2 separate regions of the Triticum aestivum genome follow, and region 1 is linked to region 2. A link is a contact called in public Hi-C data. All regions are on one chromosome and are shown on one strand. The core of a region is the stretch at or near the end of the contact, and the rest is flanking DNA. Distances in the headings are between cores, read along the strand shown. Region 1 holds the start of LOC123102731 (probable WRKY transcription factor 4). Region 2 holds the start of LOC123102728 (protein cornichon homolog 1).

The links. A called contact is a pair of places that touch in the nucleus more often than the background predicts.
Region 1: a contact with region 2 is called in a Hi-C map of leaf, with 6 times the contacts expected there. The contact joins the promoter of LOC123102731 here to the promoter of LOC123102728 in region 2. A contact is called at or near these places in 2 of 5 Hi-C or Micro-C datasets (both in leaf).

Annotation. Positions count from the first base shown.
Region 1 is chr5A:170,429,324-170,434,426 of IWGSC CS RefSeq v2.1, reverse strand. LOC123102731 (probable WRKY transcription factor 4) reads right to left here and starts at 3,434. Exons shown (of 4, transcript XM_044524158.1): 1 at 2,904-3,434; 2 at 1,201-1,862; 3 at 982-1,122. The coding sequence starts at 3,317.
Region 2 is chr5A:169,966,791-169,971,577 of IWGSC CS RefSeq v2.1, reverse strand. It overlaps LOC123102728 (protein cornichon homolog 1), which reads right to left and starts at 2,055. Exons shown (of 5, transcript XM_044524155.1): 1 at 1,734-2,055; 2 at 831-1,012. The coding sequence starts at 1,808.

The DNA.
Region 1 (5,103 bases), core at 2,185-4,684, 460 kb before region 2:
ATACTGAAGTTGACGGGATAAAACTCCGGTCTATATTTTATTTTGGTTCAGCTGACTCCTCAAAAGCTTCAATACCATTTACTTAACCCCCTAGCTTGGTTTTAGACCTATGGTGTTACTGACATGGACAAATGGAACATAGTGTGCCTACACAGCAGCCATGTGGCCGATTTTTACCACGTAGCATCACATGTAGACAATGACATCATCAACTGCAGCAGTGTAGCGTCAATTTGAACTCATGTCCTACAACTCTGGCAGACTGCGACCACCCCCTTCCTTCTATTCTGAAGATGCTCCAGCGGATGTAAGACCCCGCACCACCGTCAAACTGGTCGCTGCACCACAAGAGGGACGTGGGAGGAGAGAAGAGAACAGATGGTGCCACACGGACTTCGAAATGGTGATGTGAACATTGCACATGACCTGTTTCTCTTATGTACACATTACACTCCTTTTTATCTTTTTCTCTTATGTACACATTGCTGATGTAGCATTGCATAACCTGTTTTTTACTTTAACATTTCTGGCTATACTCATTTTAGGTATCGACAGCATCAGAAGTCTATTCTAGTGATGTGCCTTCAGGTAATAACTAGTAAAAATGATTAAGGAATCATGCTACATTAAATGAGGTGTGAATTCTTGCTTTAGTGAAGTGAACTTGTGTTGCATACCTTCCAACTTGTTTGGGTAAATAAAGCATGCAACGTCGGACAAAAATAAATAACCTAAAATTTCTAAAGGCATGCATCGGATCATATATAATACTCCCTCCGTTCCATAATACTTGTCGTGGTTTTAGTTCAAATTTGACTAATATAGGCGATGAATACCTCAAATAGCAGAACACGTGAAGTTGAATTAGTAGTGTGCATGGCCCATGGGTTGTGATTTTTCTTTTTGACTAAAGTGGGTCATGATTTATGGGCTATATATTATTTCAGTAAACAACTAACAGTCAAGAGTGTAAGGAAAAACCTTGGATGAGGATTTCCTTTGACCACCTTCTGCCCATACTTGCGCCATCTATAACCATCATCCAAAAGGTCAACCTCACTGGTTGTTTGTACAATGATCTTAGACTCTGTCAGGGCCTTCTGTGAAGAAATTTGTATATTCCTACACAATAGAGGAATTAATTTTAATAACGCAACTATCTAATCAAAGAGTGGAGTGGTAATTGTCAGCTAAAGGCACCTTCTTTTGCAGTCATTCTCTCTATCATCAACTTCATTTGGCCGAGATTCACCATCATCCTTATCATCTCCATCACTTAGACCAGATAATTGCTCAGACATTCCATATACAGCTTCCTGATCTCGCCTAACACCTGACAAACCAGATGCTGTGTCATTGGATTGTTCATTTTGCTCGGCTGCTGAAGAGCTGCCATCTTTTGCCCGTTTATTTGGTGGACGTTGGTGATTGTGTTTTCCCTTATATATTATTTCAGATATTTGGCCATCTTCTGCGTGCTCTACTTTTTTCTTCACAGGACAACTGGGATGAGTACATTTGTAGTAGCTCCTTGGGCAATCACTGCCCTTCACCACCTTCTGACCATACTTCCGCCAATTATAGCCATCATCAGCAGGCTTATCAACTGGGGCAGGAACTTGGTACCTGTGAGAAGCCTCAGCAGATTGGAAGGCTGCATGCTCATTGTTCGATATGGTTGTCGCCATCTCTGACATCTCAGCCACATTGGCTGCAGAGCTCATATTCTGTAGAGCTCCAGATGACGTTGCAGCTGCTGAAAACGATGGCTGTTCAGTGTGATCAAACATTCTGAGTGGAGAATGGCTTGCTTGGGCTGTGACTTGGGCAAGAGCCTGTTGATGCGACATGCCGAAACCCCCCTGTAAAATTAAGTAAAATATCGATTTTTTTTATTGACAACTAAAACTGATACTCCAGACATGAGGAAAGTGCAGAATGAAATGATATAAGAGTTGACTGTTCTTCACGATGAAATGGTGAATTATATATCATGCTGACAGTGAATGTGCTAAACTGAGAACTTGTACAAAAAAAGCTAAAATTTGAAGTACACAACGTCCAAATGGAACAACTACACTCAACCCGCGTCAGCCATTGTGAACAACGAACACTAAATATATGGAGTACCCGTGCTACGACAATGGCTCTACTCTCCAAGAAAAATGGGCGATTAATATAATCACTGGAAGGATCCTATCAGTTATCAACAGGTTAGGACCATCAAAAGCTAGAAGCTAACGATGACGTCTCACCGGGACTTTGTCTTGTCCCATCGGTATCAAGTATCAACCTATCATGCCAACTTGTAACTGCATCATACTGGGGATAGGCTAGTAGTACAATTATTGATACTGGCACAGAAATGTGACGAATCATTATCTCTCATTTGCAGGTTAAGGTTCTTCACTGCACCAGAGTGCCGCAAATATAAGGTAAAGCACCTTTATGCATTATCTATATGGGGCAGATAAGTAAACTGCATGTTGCCACCTCACCAAAAGTAGTAGAGCAAATGTAAAATTGTCACATCTAGAAGCTCCAGATTCCCTAATACATACTACTACCTCCTTCCCACAATATAAGATCATTTTTCAAGCTAAAATGATCTTATATTGTGGGAAGGAGGTAGTAGTATCTTAAAACACCATGGAAGATCAGTACAGAATTCTCAGATTTGCACTCACGTCATGACAGAAGAAATGAACGGGAAGCTTAACGAACTGACGACGCCGATCAAGGTCGAATTAACAGCTCTACAAGGCAATGAACGGGAAACATGCTTTACGACTTAGTACAATCTAAGAACCTGCTGTAGTGAAGGCCATTAGCCTCGGAGAGGGAGGAACCAAGAGCTAAAAATCCAATATCGGCAGCAAAAGTGTATGAACTGGAGTATGTACCATGGCCGGCGAGAAGATTAGGCCGGGGGAGTCGAAAAAGCCGGAGGGGCTGAGGCCGGGAGGCACGGTGAAAACAGCTGCCCCGGCCGGCGGTGCCACAGACAGCGCCGGCCCTGCCCTGGCGACCCCGCCTCTCCCTCTCTCCTGCTGCTGCTGCTGATGCTGATGCGGAGGCGGTTGCGAGAGGGAGCCGATGAGGAGCTGGGTGAAGCTGGTGGCCCCCGCGCCAGACGAGGCGCCGCTGCCGCCGCCGCCGGCGTCGGCGTCGGCGTCGGCGTCGGAGGGGAAGAGCGCGGAGGCGAGGGTGAGCGGGCCGGGGCTGGCGTCGCCGGTGCCGGAGAAGAGCGACTCCCCGGTGGAGCGCGGGGGCAGGGACAGACGCGGGCGCGGCGGCGGGGGCGGGCGCGCGGACATGGTCGCGGGAGGCTCGGGAGAGAGAGAGAGAGAGAGAGAAAGAGAAACGGAAGGGATTGGTTTGATCCCCGTCTTGGTTCCTGGCGTTGACTTCGGTTGGAGGTTCTGGTTTTGGGCTACCCTTGACCTTTTGTTCCTGAAGCTGAAGGAAGGAAGGAAGAAGAGACGGAGGGGAATTGGATTTTTTGTTCTTTGTTTCGCGTCTTTCACAAAATAATTTGTGGGAGCTCAAGCTATCAGGTCAAAAAAAATGTCTAAGCTTTGCTTTCTCATTCTTCGGTGATTTTTGTTTTTGACATGTATTCCATCCGTCTCATAATATAAAAGTGTTTTTGACACTATACACTAGTATAGAAAACTTATATTATGATACAGAGGAAGTAACTTTTCAGTTTCTGCACAAAAGCAACGTTTTTTTTAACCAGGCATAACCCCTTTCCATTACTGCGACATAACGAAAATACATAGGTCCATAGAATGAGACGGGAGAGGGGAGAACGAGTTCAAGCATCGTTGGGAAACTCACTGTGAGCACTCGCAATCGAGATTATCCACTTCGGGGCGAAAACCTGACGACACTATTAAATTTTATACCATAACAGTTTACGACCAAGCCCATCAACAAAGGCTAACCAGCCACTACTCACATATGAGCATCAAAAGATAAAGTTTCCACAAAGGGAACAAAGAGCAACGCTAGTAATACGAAAGAGGAAGACATCGCCATCTCTTTCAGCGTACCTTCTCGCTTTGGCTTGCAGCACAAATACGTATCAGTCTCAACGCGTTGTTCTTCGGCATGTCCATCCCGGCTCATAGATCCACCGTGTTCTCCTGCCTCAACAAACCTGCCCAAGCAGAAAAGATGCACTCAAAAGGGGATTTGAGAGGCTTAAATTCAAACGTAGCTCTATTACGACAAGATCAAATTGCCCAACATAGCACGGCAATACCAACAGTATAGAAAGTCTCCCTTTTTGGAAAGAAAGTGTAACACCAAGAGTAAGCTTGCCACATATTGTCTGGACACTTATCAGTGCTAAACATACATGCGGTCGTTCTCCAGGTTACCCTAGCAACAGAGCAAGTAAAGAAAAGATGTTGGGCAGTCTCTCAATCCCCACAGAATGAACATTTAGCGTCCCCCTTCCACCCCTTATGTTTCATCACATCTCTAGTTAGAATTGAATCCCGAGACAGTTGCTGCATAAAGATCTTAATCTTCAGGGGAATGCCAGTTTTCCATATCCATCTATAGTCACAACTTGTGATATTTCTCTCCAGAAAAGAGTACGCCGATCTAGTTGTGAAAGATGATTTAGGACCCAAAGCCCATTTGATACTATCTGTTTCCTTAGAAATACAACTTTTTTGGCAATATCAACCATCATCTTCCATTGCTCATTTAAATCAGAACTTAATCTCCTTCTAAAAAAGGATAAGGGGTCAGCCTCCATACATGCATCCACAGTGCATTCACGGAAGTTACATATCGAAAACAAATGGGGGAATTGATTCACAAAAGGCATTTGATCCCCAGTAGGATTCATCCACAACCTGGCAACATCACCAGAACGGATGATTACCCGTCTCCCGGCCATATACAAGTCTTTGACCTTCATGATAGCTTTCCAACAAGGGGAATCGTTCATTTTGATCTTAACAGAGGCTACTATAGCCCTACCAAAATACTTGGCTTTGATAATCTCTTGTCAGAGGTCGTTTTCAGTTTCAAGCTTCCACCACCATTTAGCAAGCAGACTTAAATTTTGCTTATGGAGATCTT
Region 2 (4,787 bases), core at 806-3,305:
CTATTTCCTTTATGCTAAAATTAGTTGTCTCCCTAGAAGACACTTATCTCTTTGATGTATAGCAACGACTTGTAAATGCCCAACAATATCAATTAAGCAGACCAACAACAGGGAGATGTTATTTCTGTGTTGTAATTACAAACAAGGCTCTGTGGGTCAGATTAGAAACATAAACTAGAGCAAGGTTAAGAAGTTTCTGCATTAATCCTAGGATAACTATATGCTTAGAGTCAGTGAAGGTTAGTGCAAGGCAAACAATGTCTAATGGTTCTTTCATAGTGCGGAATGGTAAAAAGGAAATGATTCATGTCAAGATTAAAGCACATATAGCAGGTACGTTGTAGAGTAGATGTTATCATATTATGACAACAACAAAAGAATGAATACAAGCCAGACACAACATTGTTACTAGGGCATATGTGCATACCATTTCTTGTCTAAAAGCGTAAATGCCAGGCCAATATGTTAAACATGGAAGGTCATGAAGAACAATAAAACATGAATAGCCCGAAATGAGAGAGCAACTACAAATGATCAGCCTCCGGATCATTTAAAAAAGTTCTTTTTACAGAGCACTTCCATAATATGTTTCTATCCTTCACTATTTCATGAAGATGATAAATACTTTAGTAAACATTTAATTTCCAAAACTAATTATGTACACTGGAATTCCACAATGATAGAGGCATTACAGATTCCTCCCCAAATGAACAACTAATCTGAGATATAAAGTAATCCACATAAATAATAGCAATACAACAGGGGAATGACCAAACAAGCATGTATAGTTTGAGAGGTAAACTTCAGGGATTAAAGGAAGAAGTACATACAGCTTCACATGGTAATATGTTACAGGAGCCATAACTAGAAACGGAAACCAATTCAGCGTCAAGAGGAAAGAAGCGCAGAGGACCCCTTGGAGTACGTATTCTATTATGACCACTGCGTTGATGCGAGATGATGAATCATATGGATTGATATAGTCAAACTCCAAATCAGATAAGCAGATAAGCTGATACAAAAACACAAAGAAAAATCAGTGGAATGAATCAATAAGAGAAAATAACTTAAATAGCTTATTTTGCAGTAAGCTAAACCATGACAACAATATCTACTTACAGCCTTACATTGTTATACAAAAGGATTTGTTCAAGTATAAAATATTATCAATCGTGGTGGTTTAAGCTTTGGGTGCTAAAGCTACAATAATGCATGTCCGGCCTATGATCCTGCTGGTTTCACAACAACCACAATATTTGGGATGTTACAAGCTGTGGAAGCACCGGGATGTTACCTAGTAGCTTGTGCTAACATTCCAACAGGAACAATAATCAGAAATACTTCATTCCATCTAACATGGAAGCAGATGAGCAAAACTGAGCAGCGCAGAAACTTTGGATGCATTTAACCAAATGTAGCGGAGCTTTCTATACAAAGATGATTTGTGAGTGTAAGTTAGACATGATCTAATTTGCTGAATCGCAGTCCAGCTGACCTACTACTGGCTATCTTCTTTCCACCTCGAGTTGACCAACTATACTGGTAATATTGGCAAGGAAGAACGACAAGAACTACACCGTTGACCAAATCCCTGCCCAAATTCTGTTCAGAATTCCACAAAGCTGACGAGCTGAAGCCCAATTTGGTGAGGAATCTCGCCAATTGTGCGGCAGATCTTGACCAAACTCGCGGCTCAAAGGCGAAAGTTTAAAGGGACGAGGAGCTGAGCTTGCCTGGTAGGCAGTGAGGCCGACGAGGGCCATCACAGAGGCGAAGGAGAAGAGCCAGAGGACGAGTTCGACAGACATGTCGGCCGCCGCCGCTGCACGGGACCGAGCGGGACCGCGTCCCTCCGCTCTTCGCTCCCGTGTTTGTGCTCCAATCAACCGGTCCAGATGGACAAGCGCCTAAGACCACTCTCGCCGGCTTCAATGGCGTGGTCGCCGCCGGGGATGGGAGGGACGGCGGTGAGTTCGTGGGTTTGGAGTTGAGAGGAGATGGGTCCTGGATGGGTTCGAGGAGGCGGTCGGGGCAGACTGAAGGTCTCGCGAATTTAGACGCAACAGCAAAAAAAAATTCCAACAGCAATTTAAAAGACGAAAAATGGCTTTGAGAGTTTCATACATGTATACATATATAATCACTTTTATAAACACATGCACACACATCGTACGCCTATATGCCATCGTAGTCGATAGAAACATCTCCTCCAATAACGAAGCCAACTGATATAATCTACGGGGTCATTGGTAATTTTTAAGATAATTTCGTTCATAGTCCAAAATACATGTACCGTGATTTTATATTGTTTTCTCTACAGTTGTGGGGTCAATTGACCCCACAAAATATATGTAGGATCGTCGTTGGTCTTTTTTCATTGAACGCATATCGCTTAAAGATTTGAAATAAATTCAGAAAAGCGCAAGTAATGGTGTAAGTCTGAAACTTAAACTCTGATGAACTATGAATATCACTGTCCTCATAACCATCAAACCACGGATCATTTCACAAATGGCTTTCAGAGTTGCACAACATGTTTGCCATGCACTATAGCCCTAGCTTACCATATCGATAAGCGATATGCTAGTGTGGTTCTTCTGAGGAAGTATGGCTATGTGAGAGTGTGTGTTAGTTTGAAATGTTAGGGGGCTCAATAACCCAGCTAGGCGGAGTTCCATCCGTTTGTTCCTGCAATCCTATAATATTTCCCTCGCGTGTATTCAAGAATCAAAGTTGGCTGTGGTGGATGCCGTGGCTGTGGGCAAACTTTTGGCCCGGCTTTTGATGGCTTCGACTTTCTTCCTGTAGTAGGTACCAAGGGGGGCATTCTGATCGCTTGGAGGTCAGATAGATTGAGTGTGTCCACAGTGAGTAAGAAGGATTTCTCTATCACCATTAAAGTCACTTCTTTGGCCGATGAAAAAGAGTGGATGACTACTTCTGTTTATGGGCCACGGGAGAATGAGAATAAAGTTAGATTCCTGGAGGAGACTGTGGAAATTGGGGGCCTTGTTCAGACGCCATGGATCCTGAATGGTGACTTTAATCTGGTTTGCAATGAGGATGAGCGAAGTACGAGAAGAATTAACGGAAGATTGTCAAATAAATTCAGACATACAATTAACACCTTGGGCCTGCATGACATGCCACTGGTCGGGAGGAAGTTCACGTGGAGTAATGATCAAGAGCGCTCGGTCATGGCAAGATTAGACCGTGTGCTGTTCAATAGTGATTGGGAGGACACCTACCCCATCAGCGACTTGCTGCCGCTTAGTTCCAACATATCGGATCACTGTCCCCCTTTTCTCACTTGCTCTATGAACAGGCCCAGACAACGTCGTTTTCGTTTCGAAAATTTCTGGGTTAAGCTACCCGGTTTTATGGAAACGGTGAAGGCGCCTTGGGAGGAACAAGTCTCTAGTAATGATCCCATAAAGGTCTTTAGTGTGAAACTGCAGCGTACCGTGAAAACTCTCAAAAGTTGGGGTCAAAGGAAACAGAGCCATATGACCATCCTTTTTCAGATTGCAAATGAGTTGATTTTGCGTTTGGATGGCGCGCGGGAAAGTAGACCTCTGTCTGAGGAGGAACGAAAGCTTAAGGCCTTTTTGAAGGGCAAGTGTCTGGCACTCGCATCCTTGGAGAGGGTGCGTCTGCGACAGCATGCCAGAGTGAGAGATCTTCAGGAGGGGAACGCCAATTCCAAGTACTTCCACATGAAAGCTAATGGATGGCGTCGAAAACACCAAATCCCTTTCTTCAAGGACGGCGGCCGAGTGGTCACGGCCATGGAGGACAAAATGAATCTTGCGCGGAACTTTTACTATGGTCTCATGGGCACACCGGCACCTATTGCATCTTCCATGAGGCTAGATGAACTGAATCTACACGGTCTATCCCCAGAGTTGGCTAATGGACTAGAAGTGGATTTCACTGACACCGAGGTCAAGCAAGTGATCATGGAGATGCCCTCTGACAGGGCACCTGGGCCTGATGGCTTCTCCGGCCTTTTCTTTAAGGTTTGCTGGGAGGTTATCATGGAAGATTTTATGGCTGTCATGCATGACCTGCACAAGGCCAAAATCTTTTCCTTTGGGCGGTTAAACTCATCGATCATCTCATTGCTGCCAAAGAAAGACAGATCCCTGGAACTGGCTGATTTCCAACCGATCAACCTGATTCATGGTGTTGCTAAAATCTTTGCCAAGGTACTGGCAGTGCGTCTTTCACCACTGTTACCGGGACTGATCTCGCATGTTTAGAGTGATTTTGTCAGCGGGAGAAGCATCCACGAGAATTTTAAATTTGTGTGCAATACTGCGCGGCTGCTACACTGTAGGAATGTCCCGGCTGTGCTTATGAAAATTGATATCTCCAAGGCCTTTGATACTCTGTCCTGGGAATTCATGCTCAAATTGTTGATCCGGCGAGGAATTGGACGAAGATGGTGCTCATGGATCCGTGGTCTCATGTGCACAGCCTCATCATCAGTGCTCGTCAATGGGGAGACTTGTGATCCATTTGCATTGGGCTGTGGTGTAAGACAAGGAGATCCGCTATCCCCAGCACTCTACATCCTTGCTATGGACACACTTTAAGCTATGCTTCATTGGGCAACCAGACACGACCTGCTCTCTGACTTGGGGCTTGGAAGAAACGTGTCGCGGGCTTCCTTCTTCGCGGATGATGCAATTCTTTTCTTCAGGCCAAACACGAGCGATATGCAGGTGATTTTTGCTATGCTGAAGCTGTTTGGTGAGGCCACTGGACTTCGTATCAACCTACAA